Linked DNA regions of Mus musculus: region 1 is linked to region 2. The links are chromatin contacts, called in public promoter capture Hi-C maps. All regions are on one chromosome and are shown on one strand. Each heading gives the region's core, a stretch centred on a gene start, on an enhancer-like site or on the middle of the called end of the contact. The rest is flanking DNA. Distances are from core to core; before and after follow the strand shown.

Region 1 (4,404 bases), core at 1,414-3,913, 210 kb before region 2:
TTTATTATTTCCTATGTTTTTGATATTGCACATAGCTACACTTAAAAAAGACCATATTGTAGTCATTAATTTTAAGACTTAATTACAATTCTTTTTTCCCTGAGAGCTATCATATATGGATTTCAGTTTTCTACATATTAACAATTCTTAGTCTCTTTTTCTACTTATTATCAAAGTCCAAAATAGAAAGAAGGCCTAGGAGGGCATTTATGAAAATCTTCTGGGTTCCAGTTAGTAGTTTAAGTAAAGCCTTTCCTCAAATTTTCTTTTATGCTTAATAACCTGGAAAATATTGCTTTTGTTAACTGGATATTTTGTTTTTACCCAACCCAAGGTTCACGGATAATAGATCTTTGAAGAAGGAAACTATAATTGGTTACACATAACATTGGTTCTGTGAAAAGCATGTAGCTTTCTCTGTAATGACACAGAACCTCTGGGGAACCTCAGAGCCATTAACATAACCACCAATTATCATGATTTTGCTAACATGGAGAAGCATAGGTGGAAAGAGATCTGCTTGGTAAAATGGGAGACACCATGGAGTTGAGGGTGAAGACTGAACGGGATCACTGTTTTGAGGTACTTTAGGGAACGCTGCAGTTGCATAGTTTGATATGGATGTGACAGCAACTGGTAGGATTGGCATTGTCATCCCCAGTTATGAGATTCAGTGAGATTCCAGGGAAGGATTCAGTGAGATGCAATGATTTTCTCCAAATCTTAAGAAAAATCACAACAATTCTAAAGATAAGGCAAGCGCTCGCCCCATGCCATCTACTCTTGGCTACAGTCATATGCTTTAGTACTGAATATCTTTGCTAAGCTAAGGAAAGTCCTTAAGTTTTGAAGTCCTCCAAAATAGGGCAAGAGGGCTGGCGGGGGGGGGGGGGGGCGGGATATCTCACTACTAGAAAAGTTGTTCTGGTTTCTAATTCATATAATAATAAGAAAAGATGGGGGCGAGGGAGAGGAGCCCTGGCTCTAGATCTGTCTCCTCTAACACTTAGGGGACACTATCTATCATTTGCACTGGAAATGCCCCCTCTCCTAGGCACATGTTTTGTTCTCACCCAACAGTACTATTCTGAAGGCTTTACAGACCTTTACGAGGTGGGTCTTTGAAAGTCCTACCTACGCTTGATTCAGGCCTCTTCCTCTCTGCCTCTTGATCTGTCAAGAGGTAAGCAGCCCTGCTGCATGCTCGGGCTGCCATGGGCAGTGGAGCTCACTGCTATGCAGTCTGACAAAAATGGTTCTAAATCTCACTGAAACGATGAACCTCAGCAAACCCCTCCTTTCTTAAGGGACTTCTTGTTGGTGCATTGTCACTCTGACCACAAAGTAACTCAAGTGAAGGCCTTAGACCTTTAGCTTATACAGTTGCTACCCATATAAATGTTTTCTCTCCCTTTCCCAATAAAGAGAGTAATGGAAAGGATTATCTATGTATCTATCTATGTATCTATCTATGTATCTATCTATGTATCTATCTATGTATCTATCTATGTATCTATCTATCTATCTATCTATCTATCTATCTATCTATCTATCTATCTATCTACATATATATACACATATGTATACATATATATATCTCCTTTTGTGTACTGAGTTGCATTGAATGTACTGTATATGCCTAGAGTTGAGGTTTCTGGCCACTGTTTATGTTACCATCTCAACCTAATGCATTTCTAGGTCTGTACCAAATCCCTGTCAACAAATGCATTTTATGAAGACATAGCTTATAAGCTCTAGGTATGTATATTCCCAGGCTTATGTGAAACCTGAATCATTCAGGGAGCTGAGTGAAAGAAAACACGAAACTATGAATTCCTTCCTGAAGACCTGAAGAAGTACTATTTTTAAGAACTTGTATGACAATATTTCCCTTATGAAATCTTATCCAGTATTTGTCCTTGGCTGCTTAATTAATGGGGAGATAAAAGTGGCATGTAATCAGCTTATGAACGGAAGGAAGACATGGGCGTCTTAAATGATTGCAAAGATTGTTCTCTTAAGTGGGTTAAGGAACTCCTAGTTTCCTAGTGACCCTTTCCAGATTCTTAATTAACACAGTGTATCCTTCTTCATTGGGGAAAAAAAATCAGCAGAAGTGTTTGAAATACAGGCTTCGGTATATAAACCAAGGATGATTCACTGAGTCTACATTTTTTTTCTATACATTTTATCAAAGGAAGGAGCAAATTGGCTCAGTCTACATTGCTGGCAGCACCATCTTGAAGCAAAATGTTGGACAAGGTCTCCTGGCAAACAGTGGCCACTGCCCTTTTGCCCAGAAAAGGGGGTACTGTTGTACCAGCTGGAGCCCTATGCTGGCGGGCGGCAGTCTGCAGTGCTGCCTACTCATGCTAATGATCTCAGACCAATGCTGCTCTTACTGGGACGTGGGAGGAGAGCAGACCATGCCAAATTCTTGCACAAGGTCAAATGTTTCTGGAGAAAGAAAGCCAGGGTTAAATTAGCAGTCAGGCTGAGATGGGGGGTCACTGTGTGGTAGAATACAATCCAGTTCTGGTGAGTCTGCAAAGTCAATGGAGAGAGCAATAAAAAGTAATTACGAACGCATTTCTCAACTTGGAAAGCCAGCCACATCTCACACCAAGGCCAGATTCAGAGCCCTTCTGTTCCAAGGATGTTGGAGCAGGCTCAGGGACAGGAAGGGATTGTGTAAGCCAGCCGCTTCTCCCTGGCTTTGGAACCATGCACCCTGAAAGCAAAATGCATCTTGAAAGAGAAAAATGAAGGACATGTCTTTTTGAATTCCCCCTTTAATAGAAACATATTTTGTATCTACAATATACCCATGTTTTTAGGGCTGCTCACTAGTAAAAACAAAATCAGCATCAAAGCAAAGGAAGGGGAACCCTTTTAGGAAAATGTAAGCCATGGCAAACCTAAAATACCTCAGCTCTGCCCTGCTTACCAACATCAGGACCGCAGAGAAGCTGCTTGTGGGAGGGATGCATCCAAAGGGAGGAGGTGGAAAAAAAGAAGTCGTGGGAGGAAGAAGCGTTGATCTCTGGTGTCAGGGAGAAATTCGTGACAGAATTGACTGTTTTGGATTGACTATTTTGACAGTTGATTTTTTTACCTCCCCCCAGTCCCATCCCCGCAACTCCAGAATCATGACAGACAATTGCAGAACATCAAATTGATGAGTGAACACTTCATCAGATCTGGTTGCCTTAACAACTAAAATAGCCAAAATGTTAAGACAGTCAAACGGGATTGATTATTTTTTGATACAATCTGTGGGTGGTTGACCCAGGAATTCTCAGTCTAATCCCACCTATAAACAGAGGCTCTATCAGCAAGAAAGCAGGCATCAATCACCCGGATCCGTCCCATCCTCCAACGCCCCTGGAAGGCTGAGAAGCACCAGCAGCAGCAGCCTCTGGATGTCTCTAGGTGATGGGTGGCACAGGAAGCAGCCATCTGTGAGAGCTGGGATTCTGATCCCCGCAGCTTCTAGCAAGATAAGAGTCTGGCTTGGGTGGAAAAACAGATTGCCCCAAATCGTCGTCTAGAGGTGCTGAATCATGCATGAATGTCAGGGCATGATGCCAGCCATGGCAACTTTTCCTGAGGGCTTTATCTGGTATGAACCCAGAGAGTTCTGGGTTAGGATTTTTTTTTTCAAACTCACAGAGATAATTGTTGTGTCATACACCCAAAGGGAAATTAAATCTCGCTCGTAATTGGTATTTGCTGGCATCTTAAAGACAAGAGAAAGTTCACCTTAGATTCCTTAAGATCTTGAATTAAAACGTTTCCACTAGAGCCTGCTATAATGACACATGCCTGTAAATCCAAGAGGTCAGGTGACTGAGGTAGAAGGATTGCAAGTTTGAGGCTAGTCTGACTTACCTGGTGAGTTCAGGGGTCATTTCCAAGGTGGGTCCCTCTCTCAAAAATCTACAGAATCTTGAAAAATCCAAGTTTCACCAACATGCCAGATCTGCCAGCTGAGACCATGCCAGAGGCATCGTCTTAGCCTACTGGCTTCGGATTAGGTACAGAAGGCTTTTGGAGCTTCAGTCTTGTTTGTCTGTTTGCTTATTTGGGTCTCCCCCCCCCCTTTTCATTCTAAGTTATAAAAAAAATTAGTTAATAACTTGGCGGCAGTGGAGAATGTGTTAAAAAAAATAAGAATCAATGAAAAATGTGACTTGGTGAGAAACTGACAATAAGTAGGGTTCAGAACCCCACAGAGCATGCACAGCCCGATTTTTCCAATGCAGATTGCAGTAGGCACTGACCACAGAAACAGATATATTCCTAAGCCTTTATTATTGAACAAAGAATAATTCCTGAGTCTTCCCACTTTTAAAAAGATGCAGAAAAAAAAAAAACCCACACAACTCCATAACAATACAGTGT
Region 2 (4,693 bases), core at 515-3,014:
GACATAGCAGCTAGATGACAGAAGCTGCTCTTGGACCACTGAGCCATAGTTCCTATTGTTCATTAATTACCCAGCCTGCAGTATTATATTACAGAAGCCTAAAACTCATGAACGCATCATGGTCTCAAGCTTATACGTAGTGCACGTGAGTGAAAATGTGAAAGGAACAGGGAGAAAAGAGACAGATGGTCGATTAAGATGGCAGAAACGTGAGGATCCCCTCCCACCTTTTGTTTTCCATCAACACACTTACAATATTGCTTGTACAATAAACATGGCTCTAAAGAACTCGGTTAAATGCAAGGGGTAAGATATAATGACGCTAATAAGGTATAGGGTACAGGTCCCTTTCTGTTCAGGGTGGTTGGCGTGAGTCCCTAGCTCGCCAAGGTTCCAGGTGGGGAGAGAAAGCCGGGTTATAATCAGGAAACATTTTCTGTGTCAGCATTTCCAGCAAATCACTTGTAGAAATTTTTTAGAAGAAAGGGGCCTGATTCTCCAGCACTCCTGTAATTTGTCATGATATAATTTCTCATTCTAAGTAAATATTCAGTTTCATGTCTAGTTTCGTATTTGTAATTCTGCATCTTTTTTCTTAACGAGGGTTCCTATAATTGGTTCAGCATGGCGTCTCACAACATCTGAAGGTGCCTTTGGTTAGGTGGGTCATGGGAACACAGGCTATGCACGGTGAACTGAAAGGCTCGCACTGGCTCCCACTCCTCCCTTTTCCTAAGAATCTTGTCAATGCACTGGGCAAAATGCTGCTGCAGTCAGCGTTGACTTCCACGTCCCCTGATTACTCTGTCCTTGTAAGTGGCTTCTATTTCTTAAGTCACAAGAAAACCAGCTGGAAATACTGCTGTAGAAAGTCGGGGTAGAAAAGCAGAGTATCGTCATGGCCAGACACTCTGCCTTTACACTTGCCTCCACTTGAGAGATCTCTTAGCCTCACCTAAAAACCCTTGGTGCAGGCAATTCATAGAAAGATTTTCCTTTTCTGAAAAACTAGCCAGCTGCCGTTCCTGTTCATTTAAACACCAGGACTTTGTAGAACAATTACATTAGATGATAGTGGTGGAGGAAAGGAAAGAGAAAGGAACATTAGGGTGCTTTATTTGGCCTTTTTAACGGCCCCCTCCTAATTTCTTCTTGTGATGTGTGATATTTGATTTAACCTCAATAATGTTCAAGAAGGGTCTTATCATTTTTAATATCTAGAATTGCCAAGTCTAGCAGCAGAAAAGAGAAGGTAACCAGATATATTTGGATTTCAGATAAACATAAATAATTTTTAATATATGCATTCCCCAAATTGGAATTGACAAGACATATTGAAGTGCTGTGCGTGTTCCCAGGTCATTCTGTCATTCTCACAGTTTGGAGCGGATAAAACCAAAGGCCAGAGCTTTGTAAGAGACACAGATGGTACCCAACCCCAAGGCTTTGCCTTTTAAGCACTGTTTTTAAGGGCCCCCTTACTATATCGTGTGAAATTGTGTAATTTCTCCTCCATCCTTAGGTAAATGAGAAATTAATTGCCCCTTAGAAGAGACCTTCCCAAGTTTTCAAAACAACAAACTCAATGCTGGGAGAGTCCCCAGGAAACTGCATCTAAGAATTTCAACATTGCAGATCAGATTCCTGGGGGAGAAAGCAACAGGGACTCCGCTGGAGCAAGCACTGAGAACTTGTGGCATTCGGAGGAAGAAATTAGAACGGGGCTGAAAGCCTGGAGCTGTTGTCTTGCTCCTGGAAAGCAACTTCCGCTGTGGTCCTGATAGCAAGAGGGAAGGGAGGCTGGGGAGTACCCGACCTTCTCACCTGAGTGTCACTAGAGCCGGAGGCCAACTCACATTTCCCGTCACCTCTGGGGCTGCCGATTTACCTTCTCCTCCCATTCTACACACTGCTGAACTAATTGCCTGCCTAATTGCCAAAACTAATTGCTCTGACGTGCTTTGTTCATCTGCTCCAGTCTCTAGCTGGAGCTTGGGCAGACGGGCTCCCCTGAGGGAAGGATGATTCTTTTTTCTGGGAGACGGAGCTTCAGAACAATGGAGCAGGAACTGTTTTTCTTTTTCTTGTGGATGGAGACCAAGGAAGCTCCTTGCTCACTTCAGGAAGGACAATAGCTCTCAGCAGGGCGGGGCTGCTTCCTGAGTCAGTTAGGCAGCGCAGGCTTCCCAGGGTGTTTCTTTCTCTCCTTTAGAGTTTAGCTTAGAGCTGGTGATTAAAGTCCGGAGACCTAGAAAGGTTAACAGCTTTCCCAAGTCACAAACTCCTTCATGGCAGGGATGTATTCGTGGCTTGTCTTTCTCAATTCCCAGTCCAAGATTTCTATTGTTTTATTCTGTAATTGTTAGAATAATAATAATAACTCTTCTACATTTCCATGCAAACATTTATCAAGCCACTGTTGAGTAACATCTTCTTATTTGTAGTTTGAATTAGATTCATTCATACCCACTGAGTTGTTATGGTTACTAAGCCTTTTCTCTGTGTTATTTATGTCATATCATCTCAAAGGGGTATAAATGAATACTGTAAGTAAGGGGAAATGGAGGCAAAGGAATTTAACAACTTGGCATGTGTATGGGTTCTGATTTATGGACAAACTTGTGAGACCATTTAAGTGTTGAGACTGGAGCAACTCAAAATTAACCAAACAGATTGTGCAATATTGTATAAAGGCCAGATGCATATGTTGTCATGCCTCCATATTGCTGAGATAAGAATAAACAATTACAAGACCAACTTGCAATGAATTCGAGGTGTTATGAAGAATTTCTGTAATTTTCTGCTTAGTGGAAAACCCAGTGGGTTGGAGACATTAGCTGGGTGTATGGCCCTGGGGGAGGGGAGCAGGTGTTTCCCTGCCTCAGTTTCATCAATTCTGCGTGAGGACAATTAGGTTCCATGGTCTGAAGACCCTGCTGCACTGTTCTTCTTAGATGGAGCCTGTCCAAGGTAAAAGCACACAATGTCAGAGGCTCACACTAACCTTCAGGATAGCTCCCCAGTGGCTGTAAATGAGAGTCTTATTGTTTGATGAATGGTCTTCCCCTGCCCTGTAACAAGAATAATAAAAAGCAATGACACTATTGGGTGGAATAAGCATTTTCTCCTCCAGAGGAAACCTATGGACTACACAAATAGTAACTGTTTTGAAGCTCCAAAAACAAATTGTATAAATTGGATTTTGAAGGAAAAGAAAGTTATGATATGGGACAAAGATAGAGGTTTAAAAGTAAAGTAGAAAAAAAGGTTGATAATCTCATTGGCTAAAAAAAAGGATCTATTAAAGGGTAATTATGTGCACTAAGAAAGCACTATATCAAGTGGATTTATAAGGGAATGTTTGGGCACATTTAGAGGAGCGTGGAATGTGGGGGAGGGTATCTTTCTTTTCCTGCAGAGAGAGTTGTCTTTATGAAAACCAAAGGCTTTACAACATTTTTTTTGGGGGTCACTGATTGTCTTGTTAATTCTTTTGGCTGATTTCATAAAGCGTTCATGACCTTTTAACTTCCAAATCATTGGATGAACAAAGAAGCGTGGTAAGATACAGATAAAGATGACCGTGACTCCAGTAGGATGGATGTACAGCCTGTGGTGCTGGAGACTCTAGGATGGGAGGTGATGGAGGTCAGAGGCTGGGGTATTTTTCCTGATCTGTGACATTTGGCAAGTCTATGCCTTCTCCAGGTCTCAGTGTCTTTCTTCCTGCAAGAAATTATGGAACTGAACCCATCTGAAGCCCTAGGCTACATGTGCGTTTGTAATTGTACAATAGGATAATAATTTCTGATTAGAGGCTGTTAGTCCTTAAGGTCTTTAACACTGCAGCAAATGAATGGGGAAAAAAAAAAAAGAAGAAATAGAAACAGGAAAAGGAAAAGGGAAGAAACCATGGTATGCTCCTAGGTACGGTGGTGGAGATTTATTGTAGATGTGCTGGAGAGCATAGCCAGAGACAGGGACCTCCGGGAGAGTCCAGAGTAGACATGACCCTGAGCTGGGCCATGCTGGAAGTTGAGGAGAGGAAGGATAAGGGGGTAGAGAGGGGAACCACAGGCAGCAGCCAGGAGGCCCAAAGGTACAGAAAGAGCGGGTAATCAAAATGATTGGATTATATAAAGAAGAGCAGCCCAGTCCCCGGGACTGGCGAGTTCAGGGTAGACAGCAGGGTATGCTAGCCATGTGGACCCTCTGTACCAGGTAGGGACTGAGGGGTGCAGGGAGAACCTGGCAGCCAGGTTCTCGTTGATAGGTTAAATAGACATCTCAGTCATTTAGCCTCAGGTTTGAAACTTAACATTAGCTCTAGTACAAATGTTTATATTTCTGTTTGTGTTCTGAGAACTGTGGTAATAGACTGCTAGTCTAGAGCAATCCAATTCTAGACTCTCACCCAGAAGAGGAAGTGACACGACTCTTCCTCTACCTGCTTCCTGCTTTGATTACCGTAGTAGTTGATTATTTTTCTCAGCACAGAATGCTGACCAGACAGAACCTGGCCCTCTTAGAGCAGCAGGTCATGAATATCACTGTCATATGAAACTCCAGGCTGCTTGCTGTGCAGATTGAAGGACGGACCATTTTGCTCCCCACTCCCACCTCAGAGTCAGATGACACAGACTGAACAGCTGCTTGCAGGCTGGAGGTTGTCAAAATCAGGGTGTCAAGACGG

The links. Capture Hi-C pulls out chosen DNA fragments and counts their contacts.
Region 1: a contact with region 2 is called in a promoter capture Hi-C map of adipose tissue. The contact joins two enhancer-like sites. A contact is called at or near these places in 1 of 39 promoter capture datasets (liver), 2 of 115 datasets of contacts at active chromatin or transcription factors (embryonic stem cells and fibro-adipogenic progenitors) and 3 of 9 other capture datasets (adipose tissue, liver and pancreatic islet).

What each region holds. Positions count from the first base shown.
Region 1 is chr16:50,008,845-50,013,248 of GRCm38.p6, reverse strand. No RefSeq gene overlaps it. Among named protein-coding and RNA genes, the nearest start is that of Gm6936, 31 kb to the right of the region's middle. Within about 2 kb of position 2,663, at least 72 of the 459 cell types and tissues checked have an H3K27ac peak or open chromatin away from gene starts, as enhancers often do. A contact at or near this core is called in adipose tissue, where this site is marked.
Region 2 is chr16:49,801,457-49,806,149 of GRCm38.p6, reverse strand. It overlaps Gm16619 (predicted gene, 16619), which reads right to left. Exons shown (of 3, transcript NR_169118.1): 2 at 3,005-3,071; 3 at 1,270-2,353. Among named protein-coding and RNA genes, the nearest start is that of Gm16619, 3.3 kb to the right of the region's middle. Within about 2 kb of position 1,764, at least 89 of the 459 cell types and tissues checked have an H3K27ac peak or open chromatin away from gene starts, as enhancers often do. A contact at or near this core is called in adipose tissue, where this site is marked.